4 separate regions of the Mus musculus genome follow, and all the other regions are linked to region 2. A link is a contact called in public HiCAR-type and promoter capture Hi-C data. All regions are on one chromosome and are shown on one strand. The core of a region is the stretch at or near the end of the contact, and the rest is flanking DNA. Distances in the headings are between cores, read along the strand shown. Region 1 holds the start of Ankrd44 (ankyrin repeat domain 44). Region 2 holds the start of Stat1 (signal transducer and activator of transcription 1). Region 3 holds the start of Pgap1 (post-GPI attachment to proteins 1). Region 4 holds the start of Ccdc150 (coiled-coil domain containing 150).

The links. Promoter capture Hi-C pulls out the DNA fragments that hold promoters and counts their contacts. HiCAR-type assays count read pairs that join an accessible place to other places. Capture Hi-C pulls out chosen DNA fragments and counts their contacts.
Region 1: a contact with region 2 is called in a promoter capture Hi-C map of liver, with 4 times the contacts expected there. The contact joins the promoter of Ankrd44 here to the promoter of Stat1 in region 2. A contact is called at or near these places in 1 of 484 Hi-C or Micro-C datasets (B cells) and 1 of 9 other capture datasets (liver).
Region 3: a HiCAR-type map of astrocytes shows a contact between it and region 2, with 3 times the contacts expected there. The contact joins the promoter of Pgap1 here to the promoter of Stat1 in region 2. A contact is called at or near these places in 1 of 39 promoter capture datasets (pre-B cells) and 1 of 115 datasets of contacts at active chromatin or transcription factors (astrocytes).
Region 4: a promoter capture Hi-C map of liver shows a contact between it and region 2, with 2.2 times the contacts expected there. The contact joins the promoter of Ccdc150 here to the promoter of Stat1 in region 2. A contact is called at or near these places in 2 of 39 promoter capture datasets (liver and pre-B cells) and 1 of 115 datasets of contacts at active chromatin or transcription factors (astrocytes).

The regions. Positions count from the first base shown.
Region 1 is chr1:54,924,765-54,927,901 of GRCm38.p6, forward strand. It overlaps Ankrd44 (ankyrin repeat domain 44), which reads right to left and starts at 1,623. Exons shown (of 28, transcript NM_001081433.3): 1 at 1,376-1,623. The coding sequence starts at 1,402.
Region 2 is chr1:52,117,662-52,120,740 of GRCm38.p6, forward strand. Stat1 (signal transducer and activator of transcription 1) reads left to right here and starts at 1,777. Exons shown (of 25, transcript NM_009283.4): 1 at 1,777-1,962; 2 at 2,251-2,411.
Region 3 is chr1:54,555,616-54,558,973 of GRCm38.p6, forward strand. It overlaps Pgap1 (post-GPI attachment to proteins 1), which reads right to left and starts at 2,069. Exons shown (of 27, transcript NM_001163314.2): 1 at 1,819-2,069. The coding sequence starts at 1,965.
Region 4 is chr1:54,249,087-54,252,296 of GRCm38.p6, forward strand. Ccdc150 (coiled-coil domain containing 150) reads left to right here and starts at 1,597. Exons shown (of 28, transcript NM_030025.2): 1 at 1,597-1,799. The coding sequence starts at 1,743. It overlaps Gm51622 (a long non-coding RNA gene), which reads right to left and starts at 1,527. Exons shown (of 3, transcript XR_003947818.1): 1 at 1,203-1,527. Gm25829 (a small nuclear RNA gene) reads right to left here and starts at 122; the gene lies at 16-122.

The DNA of each region.
Region 1 (3,137 bases), core at 373-2,872, 2.8 Mb after region 2:
TGTTCTACTCGACTCTGCAGACTTAGGAATTAACAAAGTAGGGGAATGTGTACCATCATCGTTGACAGGACTCTGGACACAATACAGCATAAGACTTAAAATAAGCAGATGTCTAACAGTTGGCAAAAATTGGAAACAAAGGGTAGAGAAAATCCTAATATCAATTTACAAGCACTTTAAATGCTCAGTAGCCAACGAGGAGGGACAGGTTCACACAATTAACAGCTGCTCTCCCTGCTAAATTTAACAGAGTTTTTAACTCAGTGACTTCTGAACCAAGGCGGGGAGGGGAAGAAAGCGGGGCTGTAAATACTTAAGGAAAGCAAGCTGAAGTAAATTTAATCTAAAGGGGCAAAACAAACCATTGTGGCTCACTACCGCAAAGGTTGCATTTAAGTTGCAGAATATTCTGGCTGAATTCTAACTAGCAAGACGCCAGATGCAACCTATTAAGAAGTTGGAGGTGCTTAATAGAGGGGACTGGCCTGTTTGACACCATGTATCAAAGTCAAGATCGCCTCTTCGCTTACCAGGCCCCCAAAACAATGTTCATTTCAGTGTAGATGCATAAACCGGGACGTTTCCCCCCTTTTCATGTAAAGAATTGTGAGGTTTTGTTTTGTTTTGTTTTGTGTTTCAGGCAATTTAGTTGGACTTCCCGTGTGTGTCAATGTCCAGACCTGTAGCAAAGACTGTCAATCGGATTCAATAAATAATTTCATGGCTTCAAGCTGAACTCTGGGGCTGCCGGGTGTGATGTCTCCGTCAAAAAAGCAACAAAGCTGAGGGGCACCAGCGCCTGCGAGCTCAGCCTGGGACCTGACTCCATCTCCTATTCGGAGACCTGGGCCGAGAGCTCGCGTCTCTCTGCACCCTCAATCCCACATCCCACACCCAGCCCCTGGGCAACTAAAGAGGAAGTCGGGGTGTCCTATCCAACCGATGAAGATAGCCTATTGCACGGGAGCGGGGATCCCGGCCAGTCTCTTGCCTGACGCGGGAGAGGTCTGGGGAAGCGGGGCTGCGAGGCTGAGATCCTCTCTCCCGCCGTCCACCTTCCTCCTCCTGAGCCCACGGGCAGCCTTCCCCCGAGCACCCCCAGGCTGACTGCTCCTGAGTGCACGACGCAGTCCGAGGCTCCCCTCTCCCGGTGCGGCTGCGACCCGCGTTCCCCGCGTCCGGCGGCCACTCCCGCATCTCGCCGACCCTCTCCGGCCGCGAACGCGCACTTGCGACGGCCCAGGGCGGAGACTGCGCGGGAGCCGAGCCCCGCGGCAGGCCGTGCACGCTCAAAGGCTGCGCGTAAACAGCCCGGGGCGCGCTCCGCTCGCTCGGCGCCCGCCGCGCCCCCTTCTCCGCTCCCCGCCGCCCCTACCTGCTCGCAGAGTTTGAGCACTGCCATTCTTCCTTTCCCGCGCGCGCGCACATACAGCTCTCCGCTCCGCAGATGTCAACGCCGGGAGCCCGGGGACGCGGAAGGGACGGCCCGGGAAAGCTCCAGGAGCTGGGCTCGCGAAGGTGACAGCCCCGCCACTGCTCGGCCGCCGCCGCCTGCCTCTCAGAGCCCAGCCCCGGCTCGCGGGAGTCGCAGCCCGGCCCGCCCGCCTTTATACAGGAAGTGCCGGCCGCTGCCAGCCGGGCCGCCACTGACATCACCGCGCGCTGCCTCGCGCCGCCCGGGCCGACGCTGCCTCCTGCCGCCCGCGGCGGCTCCTCGCAGCCCTCGGCCCCGGCGCCCTCCCACACCTGCACCCCGCTCCGCCAGGAGCCAGCCGAAAGGGGAGGGGGCCTGACGCTGACCCTCCCCAGCAATCCCACCCACGCGCACGCCACCGATGGGCAATCCCTCGCCGACACACCCCAGGGGTCCAGAAAGCTTGCTACTCACAGGCCACCAACTTTCACCCTGCAGACTGTGTCACACCCCCTTTCCCTAAACCTCTTCCCTAATCAGATTGCTCCGGCGCTCCGAATTTCTGCCACCTAGGCGCTGGGCTGACAGTCTCTTTGTTTAATATAAGGAGGCCATGGATGCGTTGTTGAGTCCAGGGTTTCTCTAAACATATAGCGGTGGGAACGGGAGCTGTGACCCTCCGGTCACCTCCTAGTTAAACCACACACTACCCTAACTTGGTAGCCTAGGCTTGGGACTGAAGGTGAAACTGAGTAGGAAAAAAAGAGTCCTACTAAATTACTGCATTAAATAAGTCCTAGCTGATTTATTCCTACAAGAGTAAGTTGCATGCTGCCCACTTTCCACCCTACACACACAGAAGACAGCTGTCCGACAGATTAGGCTTCTAATACAGAGGTAGCAATCCGTAGTAAGTGTTGGTATTTCTGCGATCTGGAAAAGCACTTATAAATTCCGGCAGTGACTGGGCATGGAGAGAAATGGAGCATAAGCAGGTAAGATATTCTGCTGGCTAGTTTTTACCTCTACTTGACACGGGCTACAGTCATTTGAGAAGAGGGAGCCTCAGGTTTGTTTGTTTGTTTGTTTGTTTGTTTGTTTGTTTTTTAAAAAGGCTCCCACCAGATTGACCCGTGAGCAAGCTGGTAGGGGCATTAAGAAAATTAATTAAGAAAAACTGATGATTAATGTGGTCGGGGTCAGCTCTCTGTGAGTTGTGTCACCCTGGGTAGGGGTAATCTTGGGTGTATAATAAAGCAGACTGAGCAAGCCATGAGCACCAAGCCAGTAAGCAGCACTTCTTCCTGGCATGTGCTTCAGTTCCTGCTTCCAGGTTCCTGCCTTGCGTTACTGCCCTGTCTTCCTTCAGTGATGAACTGTGATGTGGAAGCGGAAGTACAAACAAATTCTTTCTTCCTCAAGTTGTTTTTGGTCACTTTTCCTTTTTTTGTCACACTAGAGCCCGTAAGTAAGACAGGTGCCTACTCTCAAAGGGCACTCATATAAACCAGATAGGCATTGCAGATTAATATAATTCCAAACCGAAATAAAGGATCATAAGGAGAAGTATTTAGGAAGCAAAAGACCAGACTAAGCTGGGCGTGGTGGCGCATGCCTTTAATCCCAGCACTCGGGAGACAGAGGCAGGCAGATTTCTGAGCTCGAGGCCAGCCTGGTCTACAAAGTGAGTTCCAGGACAGCCAGGGCTACACAGAGAAACCCT
Region 2 (3,079 bases), core at 527-3,026:
ACATATATACACATCCTTGGGAAATTACTTAGATCTTTTGCCAACTAAAGTGGTGCTGTTCAAGGCATGATTCAAATTCCATCTGTTTCAAGGAAACAATTGATTCTCTAGGTGTGCATTCTAAGAAGACCTAGTTGGTCCTCTGTGATATCTATGTAGAAAAGTGACATTTGATCTGAGGGGTTTTTGTTTGTTCTTTGGTTGGTTGGTTGATTTTGGGTTTTTCAAGACAGGGTTTCTCAGTGTAGCCCTGGCTGTCCTGGAACTCACTCTTTAGACTAGGCTGGCCTCGAACTTACAGGAATCAGCTTACCTCTGCCTGCTTAGTACTGGGATTAATGCTGTCTGCCATCAGCACCCAATTGATCCTAGATTTTAACATGAGTTAGTGACTCCTCAAAGAATTTGAGAATACAGATGTTGGCTTAGAGGACTTTTCAAAGAGAACACTGCTGGTGAGAAGATTGAGTTTGGGGAAAGAGTTTTGCTTATTCAAAGAATAAAAATGCTGTACTAAGCAATGAAAACAGAGTAGCACAAGCTGAGATTAAAGAAAGTGATAGGGGAACATGGCTTTAGAGAATATATTGAGAAATTTGAATTGTCTAAGACCAAGCAAGAAAAGCCATCATGAAATTTTTAGATTGGCATGACATGATCAGCATTGCAATTAGATTTAAAAAAAAATCACCCAAATGAGTGTATGGCAGATAAATTAAAAGGGAGTGAAAAGCCAAAGTCAAGCAGTCACCAGAAAAGCCACAGCAATGATCCAGGTAAGAGGACGGGGTGGTGGAAGAGGTAGAAACAGGAGCTAGACCAACCGAGGCTCGAGGACCAAGTGTCCGGGACTAAATGGGCAACGTCTATGGCTTGGCCCTCATCCGTTCCAGACTAAGACGGGGTATGAGGAGGAACCTGTGTTTTGAGTACAGTTGGTTTACAGACTCAGTAGATATCCAAGGACAGGGTAACTGTGACACTTGGAAGAAAGCAGTGGGTGTGTATACATCTAGGAGTGCTCCAGGACATGGAAGTTACAGGGACAGTCATCAAAGGCACAACGGGAGAAGGGTAGATAAGAGACTCACATTCTGGTTTAGTAGTTTAATAATGGAGATGGGGGACAGAGGGATGTCCTGCGAGAAAGGAAGAAGCAAAGAGGTCCTGTCATCATGATGGCTAAGCGGGACAAAAGTTTCGGTAATGGAGGTGTCAATTGTGTAAAGCTTTATTTTTCTTAAACATATTAGTTAGAATTATTTATTTTATTTCATGACATTTTTGTTTTGCTTGCGTGTATGTGTACTTCTTGCAGGCTTGGTTGACGTCAGTGGAGGTCCGAAGAGGGCACTAGACTCCTGGAACTGGAGTTGGGAACCATTACGCAGGCACTGCAAATCCAAGCCCTGTCCTCTGCAAGAGCAAGTTCTCTGTAGCTGCTGAGTTAAAGGCAAGTATTGAATGTTTTCAAATTGGTAAATTAAGCTCCCTGGCTTTAGTAGCGTGAAGGTTAATCTCTAGTCCCCAATTCTGAATCCCGCAGTGATGCGCCTACTTAATGCAGGATCTCCAAGACTGAGCTTGCGCAAGCCTATAGTTTCCAACCTTGTAAACACAACCCCCTGTCTGCGGTTTGCACCGCACAGCGGCGCCCCAAGTTTCGCACGCCGGGTAGGGAGCGCGCGGACCAGGAAGGCCAAGCAGCCGAGGGGGGGGGGACGGTGCGCTGATGGAACAGCCGGCCAATCTCTGCCGCTGATTGGCTGAGGCGGAAGGAGGCGGGACGCCCTCTAGCCTTTTTTCCTGCCCGGTACTTTCGGTTTTCAGCGCCGAGTCTGTCAAAGCTCCCTGGAGACCTCCGGGACCGCGCCCCTCAGACCCACTTGGGACACTGCTGAGCGGCGCAGAGAGATTTGCCCAGACTCGAGCTCCTGCGTGCAGTGAGTGAGTGAGAGCCAGGTGCGGATCCGGGTGCGGGTGCGGGTGGAAGTGGGGCGCCCTCTCCTCGGACCTGGGGTCTGCTGCCCACAGGTGACCTGTCATCCCGCAGAGAGAACGCCAGGAGCCGGATCGCTTGCCCAACTCTTGGCGCTGCTTGGCTCTCTTATCCTGCCGTTCTCACTTCTAGGGTAAAATGACTTGTGCAATAGACATTTCTCCCGGAAGACACTGCACCTTCCCGCTTAACCTTTGCTCGCCTTGCCTCCAGCCCCTTTCCACCACTGTAACATTTTCTTCTTTTTGCAGTCGTTTCAGCTCTGCTCCATACCCTGAGCCGGCGCCACGCCGCCGCGCATGCAACTGGCATATAACTTGCTGTGTGTGGTGATTGCTTGTGTTGAATCCCGAACCTGCACCCGGAGACAGCCCAGTAAGTCTACGTGGGAACGGAAGCATTTGGAATCTCAGTATGTATCAGCCCTTACCGGTTTTCTGAAACTTAAAGGTGGTATTTAGGTTCCGCAGAACCACTAATGGTATAATCACTATCTAAAATACTCCCGAACACTACCTAAAAGTTTAGGGATAGGTGAATGGATGGGTGAAGATTGCTTTTATCTGGCAGGAATGACTTGAGCCCTGATTGATCAATGAGGACTCAGACTTGTAGGTTCATCATGGGGTTTGCCTTTTGCTTTCCTACGCCTTCTGATACATACAAGGTTTCAGCGGAACAAACGGTTCTGTGCTCAGTAACACTTAGGCTATATGCCCGGCGCTGTAGGGTCCAGAGGACGCTGATAGCAAAATATATCCCCTCAGAGGCTCTGATGCGTGCAGACAGCAAGCTTCCTGTGGAAAGTTCATGCGCTAAAAACCGTGCAAATGGCAGCCTGGTACAGGCCAAAGAAAGTTATGTGTGGGAGGGATAGACAGTTTTAGGAAGAAGTACCATCTATACGGAATTCTGCTAGATTGTTGGAAACAATGTGGTCTGTGCAGAACGGGCTAGACCGGGAGGATAGAATGTTTGTTGGAGGCATGAAAACAGGAAAGAGCCAACTCCAGACTCTGAGCCAGGTGTTTAAGGACTGTCTTGCCAGTCTCAGGTTTACAGACATGCCACAGTGGTGGG
Region 3 (3,358 bases), core at 819-3,318, 2.4 Mb after region 2:
AAGGCAAGAGATAAGCTATCTTTAGTACAGCTTTACTCATAAGAAAGCCACTTGGCTCTTAAAAATCTCAATATTTATTCAAAAGGGCTCATTTCTATAGGTAGGCCTTAATTCTGTTTGTAAAATAACATAATTCATTCAAAGTCTGCTAAAAATGTGTACTAAAACTTCCACCACTATGATTATTACTGTGCACACAAATTATTAAGTGTCAAACTCCAAAACAGCAATTTGTACCAAAATAACTACATACCGACAAAAAAAGCCCACTAGCTCTTTTGTCTCAATGACACTAATTTTCTCTTTCTAGTCAATTTCATGAGGCACAAGGCCCATCTGTGAGATCCATATGCTTTGTTCTGAACATGGAGGCAATTTCTACTACTGCAAATATTAAAACAGACCAAATAATTGTGGGAAATCTAAAAATAAATGGAAACTATTGTTCCAAAATGATTTTATTGTAACCACTGAATACAGTACTACACTAAAGCGACCTGCTTCAATATTACCGAGTTTTCAAATTATTAAATCATAGGCAATGAAAGAGAACTAAAATAAACTCTATTTTCAGTTTTTAAAAAAACCCTAAAGTTCTTATTTTTAACTATTAAGATTCTAATGAACATAAGCCAACATCATATCAGTTCATTAGCTTTGGAATTAACACTAACTTGTTAAAAATCTCCAAAAGCATCTGAAATGCAGTGTTCACTTTCCCTCATAACCACTGATGCAAAATCAAGGTAGGAACTCATCTACTAGAAAATATCCATGGGAAAGGATGCTTGCTCCTCAGCAACTTAAACTTCAGTTTTTAAATGTAAATAAGAGAGCATCAAACAGGCTCCCTCTATAAGGACCTGTACACAGACTCAATCCTGATTTTCATTCTTTATCGACAGAAAAAAAAATCTGCTATGATCCTAAAAGTATACTAAGAATGCACCTTATCAAAATGTATTATGCATATTTTATAGGAGTTATTATAATAGATATTCCAAAATTTAGATTCATTTAGAAATCTCAAGAAAAATATCACCAAAGGGAATTTCTCCTGACAGCTGTGTAATTTGTTATCATCTCTTTCTACTGCTGGTCATGAATGAAATTTTAGATTCTACTACGCGGAACAAATGAAGCAATTAATGAAAGCATTCAAATTAGAACAGAGGAGGTGGGGGGGGGCGATGAAAGAGGAGGCAGATCCTGTTAAACCCAGTGAGAAGACAAAATAACACCAGAATGTACATGCAACCGATTATAACAGATATCGTAATCGATTATGCAGGTCACTGACTGTTCAGAGGCATGCGAAAACACAGGTACGCACACTCACACACCCACGGACTCAAAACCTACAGAACAGGTGGATCGGCAAAATTCTCCACCGGAGGAAAACTAGATAGTTTTCAGTTTAATTATTAATCAGGCCAGTCTGTCACTTCACCCAGAGGTAAAACCTCAGAGCCTCTTTTTTAAATCAGCTTTGGCAACTCTGCAAGACGCTGCTTCTTTCCAGAAAAGCGAAATCTGACGCACGCCCATCACTGGGCGCGAAGAGAAATCATCTCCTTGCAAGCAAAGGAGGGTCCGGGAAGTATAAGGATTGGGGAGAGGGACCAGAGCTGGCTCTCTGGCGGTCAGAAGTCGGGGTCCGGAGTCTGGGTGGGGGACGAGGGGTCGCGGAGGCGAGGATGCCCTGCCCAGCACGAAGCAGGAGACTTCGAGTGCCAGGAGAGCTCCGAGTCGGAGCGTTCCATCTGAGCCCGAGAGAAGCCCGGGAGGTGTGGGCGCGCAGGTAAGGGAGGGCCGTACCTGGTACTCGGGGTACTCGAACATGTAGCTCATGCTGCACTTGTTTTCCTCGAAGCCGAAGAAGACATCCCACAGCCCCAGGGTCGCCAGAAACACCATGAAGACATAGAACGCCAGATTCCAGAGGTTGACTGAGTGGAGAAACATGGTGCAGACGAGCGCCTCTACACCAGGAGAAGCTCGGCAGCCTAGACAGAGCGAGGGAAAGACTCCGGTGCCAAGCCGTGCCCAGCTGAGCAGCGCGCGCCTGCGCGGAGCCCGCCAGCACCCCCTCCCCTTCGCCTGCCGCTCAGCGCGCCTGCGCAACTGCGAGCAGCCGGCCCGCGGTGCCGCCCACGGAGGAGGGGGCTGTGGGCGTTTGCAGCGTGAGCGAGATTGTGTGCCTAAAAAATGGAATGAGAAAGCGGAGTGGGCTGGGCTGGAGGGCATGGAGAGAAAAGGGAGGGGGCGAGAGGGGCGGGGGGACGGGGAGTGGAGGAAGAAAGGGAGAGGGGGATGGGAGCGCGGGATCCCAGAGGCAGGAGAGGGAATGGCCGGGTGGGTACCGCAGGAATTGGCCAGGGGCAAGGATAACGCCCTAGAGTCCAGAGACTGTTAGAGATTCAGAGCTAACTGGCCAAGAGAGGCGGCACATCAAAGGCGTGTCAGGTGGCTGTCACGCACACCTTCCCCTGCAACAGTTTCAAACCCCATCCTGTTCAATTTTGAACCATCTCGGGCCTCCGCAATTTCGCTTCAAGGACCAACTAGCTTGATTCCAGAAGAGACAAATGGCTTTCCCCCTTCCTCTTAGACCACCGACTTGGGCCCTGTAGGTAGTAACAACACCTGCTCATTGAAACAAAACACACGACAGTCAAAGGAAATCCTGTTCTTGGTGGAAGCCTTAATCAGACGAAGTCTAAAAAAAAAAAAAACAATATAAAAATACCTACCAACATGATGTTCCCAGTTGGTACCTGCAGGACCAGGTCGGCACTGACTTGAGGTGCTCTCCAAGTCCCCCATGTCTCTGGGGACTGGTTCCACAATGACGTTAGAAGAGAATTTTGCTCAAGCTTCCACTCTTTCTCATAACTTAGTTCATTTTGAAGAATTTCCATTTGTCTTTACACAAAGGAAGGGGTTTTAAAAAAGCAAATTAAACCCATTGATAATACTTGTAACAGCTTCGAAACGCTGAAATGTTATGAGGTGTCAGCCCTTAAAGCTAACCAGACAGCAGATGAGTTTTGTGTGTGTGTGTGTGTGTGTGTGTGTGTGTGCGTGTGTGTGTGCACGTGCGTGCGTGCTGCTAACTTCAGAATTTTACTTAGAATGATCTTTGGCACTGACTCAATTTTATTTTATTAGATTAATTTTCTAGCAAATATTTTGAGGAAAGCTGGATAGGATGCATGAAATCAAAGAATTTCAAGACCGAAAAGGAAGCTAATTGTTTATCTTATACAAAACCCTGCTATTCACATCAAGAAGCTACAATCCAAAGGTAAAAGGGTAACAATTTTTTTAACCCTAGACAGAAACACTTGGATATCTA
Region 4 (3,210 bases), core at 347-2,846, 2.1 Mb after region 2:
GTTGTTCTGATTATTAAAAATATGGAACGCTTCACGAATTTGCGTGTCATCCTTGCGCAGGGGCCATGCTAATCTTCTCTGTATCGTTCCAATTTTAGTATATGTGCTGCCGAAGCGAGCACAAGTCAACATTTTAAAATTAGTTGAAAATTTGGAGGGAGATCAAAAAAAATAAAGTGTGTCTAGTCTCTTCAAAGACAACATTAGAAGCAGAGTATGGCAATATATGTTTGAAACTATCATTCAGGAGGTTGAAACAGGAGAATTTTCTTGAGTTCAAGGCCAACCTAGACTATATTAACATGACTCTCAAAAAGTAAAAACCCAACAAACAAATAAACAAAAATATCCACCCAAACCAACCACAAAATTAGATGTTGAATGTGATGAATTTTCAATTAAAGAGAAACCGAATCTCTAGCTGATAAATTTATTATCAATATTGAAAATTTTAAATCCATTTCTCCAACTTTGCAATTGTTTGACCTAAATTCTTACTTGCCAGGTGATGGACACAAGAAGTGAAAGGCACCGACTTAATTCAGTTTAACTCTCTGACTACTGCCTAATCGGGAGACGTGAGCTTGTGAATTTTCTCATCTCACCAAAGCCTGAGGCTTTTCTGGGGAGTGCATACATGTGTCCTTCATCTGTTCTACAGAAAAATCTTGTTGAATGGAAGTGAAATCATATATACACTGAAAATTACCAGCTTTTTTTTTTTTTTTTTTTTTTTTTGCACTAATGCGTTTTCATTTTTATGTTTAAAGTTGTTTTTGAACAAAGGCATTTCTTTTCATGGGTCATTCACAGTCTTATGAATGTCTTAACAGCTGTGGCTCAATGGGCAGGTATCCTCCCCCCTGCTCAGGAGGCCCCAGTCACCAAAAGAATCAGAATAGCATTTCTGTCAAGACACCTGCGAAGTGACAACTCTCAGACTCAACTCTCAGACTAGGTTTATCAGGTTTATTCCCTCAGCCAGAAGGAAGAGCTTTGATTGCCCTGTGTGGGGTACCAATCATTTGGTCCTGTGTCCTGAAACTCAGGTGAAGTTGAATACCACGTTCTTAACTATAGGAGGGTTTTCACGAAGTGTAAACACTTTTAAGGCAAAACTGAAAAACATGACACCTTTTTTCTCCTTCCCCGGCTTTTCCCTTCTTTCCCTTCCTTCCTCCCTTTCCACCGGCTTCGTTTACCTGTCAACAAGGAATCAAAATCTACGCTGAAGAGACAGAAGACTAGAGAGTAGCGTCTGCGTGGCTTACTCTCTACCTGATCGTTATGAAAGAGGACCGAGTGGATTCTTTTGACAAGAACGAGCTGATTTTTTTTACATTCTTGTGTTCATTAACAAAATATTTGTTAGTTTCTCATAGTTCATACGTTATTTGGTCCTCTGGTTCTCCAACAACTGAAAACATCTGATCTTGGCCTCTTCTTGCTTCCTGCAGGGTGCGCCTAGTAATTAGGGCAAAGCCGACCCAATCGAGGAGAGGGCAGCAACTACGTTTCCCAGCGTGCTCTGCTGGAAACACAATGGAGTTTGGCGTCATCCGGGTCACGTGGTCTCGCGTTTCCCGGAGCACTGAGGGATTCCGGCCAGGGTCCCTCCCCAAGTGGAGGGCCCTGCTGGGCCGGGAAAACTACACTTCCCGGCATGCCTCACCTCGGGTGCGCCTGCGTGCCGGAGCAACCCTGCTGGCGAGCGGGTTGGTTTAAAGAGCTGTTTTAGTTCCATGGAAACAAACTTGCTGCCTGGAGGACCGAGCTACGGGCTGTTGGATGAATCAGGGGTGAGGCTGCCGGGCCCACACAGGAAACTGAGGTGGGCGGCTTAGGGGGAGAGACCACGCCTCAGAACAAGGTTCCTTTCCCTCCCAGCCCGAGTCCAGTCCGGCCCTGGAGACCTCTAGAGCCTCGGTTTACCTTGCTTCAGCACCCTGCCTGGCTGTGAAAACAAGCCAGGTTAAGTTGGCCTTGGTTGGACCACAGCTGCAGAAGGGTGGCCAGCCGCTGAGACCTCTACTTTAGTTGCTGTTCCCCATTTAGGTATACAGTTAGTTGAAGGTTCCTGGCGAAGGCTTTTTCAACATTAAGGCATGGTTTTCTGCCACTTGTTATCCTCCCTGGTTTGCTTCCTGGACGTGAGGCGTCTCCATTTGTATTTGTACACTGTTTCTTGCTTGAGCGGAGATAGATGTTTGTTAAGTATTGTCGTGTTTGGCACCCACAACAGCCAAGATACTATGCTAGGCTCAACAACACCAACAAAAGGATTGTAACCCTACGTGAATCAACGTGGGTCAAACACAGATTCTTGGGGTTTTGTTGGTTGGTTGGTTGGTTGGTTTGTGGACTTCCCCCGTGCTAGGGAATTATACACAGGGACAAATAAAGGGCTATTTTAAACTAGCTGCTTTCCAGGCACCATTTGGGACATAACACACACCCGTTTCCTTCCTCCGACAGAAATTGCATGCTCCGCGACAGTAAGATCCATTCTGATGCTGACAGCAGATATCTAGAAACCCTTTAGAGACATGAATACAAATGTGGTGTCTCTCAGTCTATGCTACAAATGCCATAGTACGATTAATGCCAATAACCCCTTTTGCACACGACTTGGTCCATGGTTTGATGAAGACAAGCAGGCACTTCACCTGCATAGGACTAAATTCTATTTTGTCATCTGAAGAGAGAGAACTGAAGCCAGAAGGTAGAAAGGAACATACAAGACCTAAGATGGGAGGAACCTGGGTTATTGCACAGCGGAGTGCCTGCCAAGACCATTTGGTAGTGTGTGCCTGTAATTCTAGCCTTGGGAGGTAGAGACCTGAGGAGAAGTTTAAAGTCATCCTCACATCGAGTTTGAGGGAAGCTTGAGCTACACAAGACCCTGCCTCAAACCTAAAATAAGTAAATAAATAAACCGTAATGAGATGCATTTATGTATTCCTTCCTTAGCAGACCCTTCCTGGTAAGCTTGTGTGTTTTTTGAGATCCCAGAAAGGCAGCTTTTTTCTTTTGCTGCCTCCTTTCTCCCTTTTTCTGGTTCTGACACCAGCCAAAAATTTGCCCTTAACACTGGTCTCTGGAGAGGCCTTACTCCAGCGACCTGGGTAACTCCTCGTGCACTCCCGTGGACAGGCTTGTCTTCTGTCTTTACTTTTTGACTCAGAAGCATAGCTTTCTCATTCTCCCTTT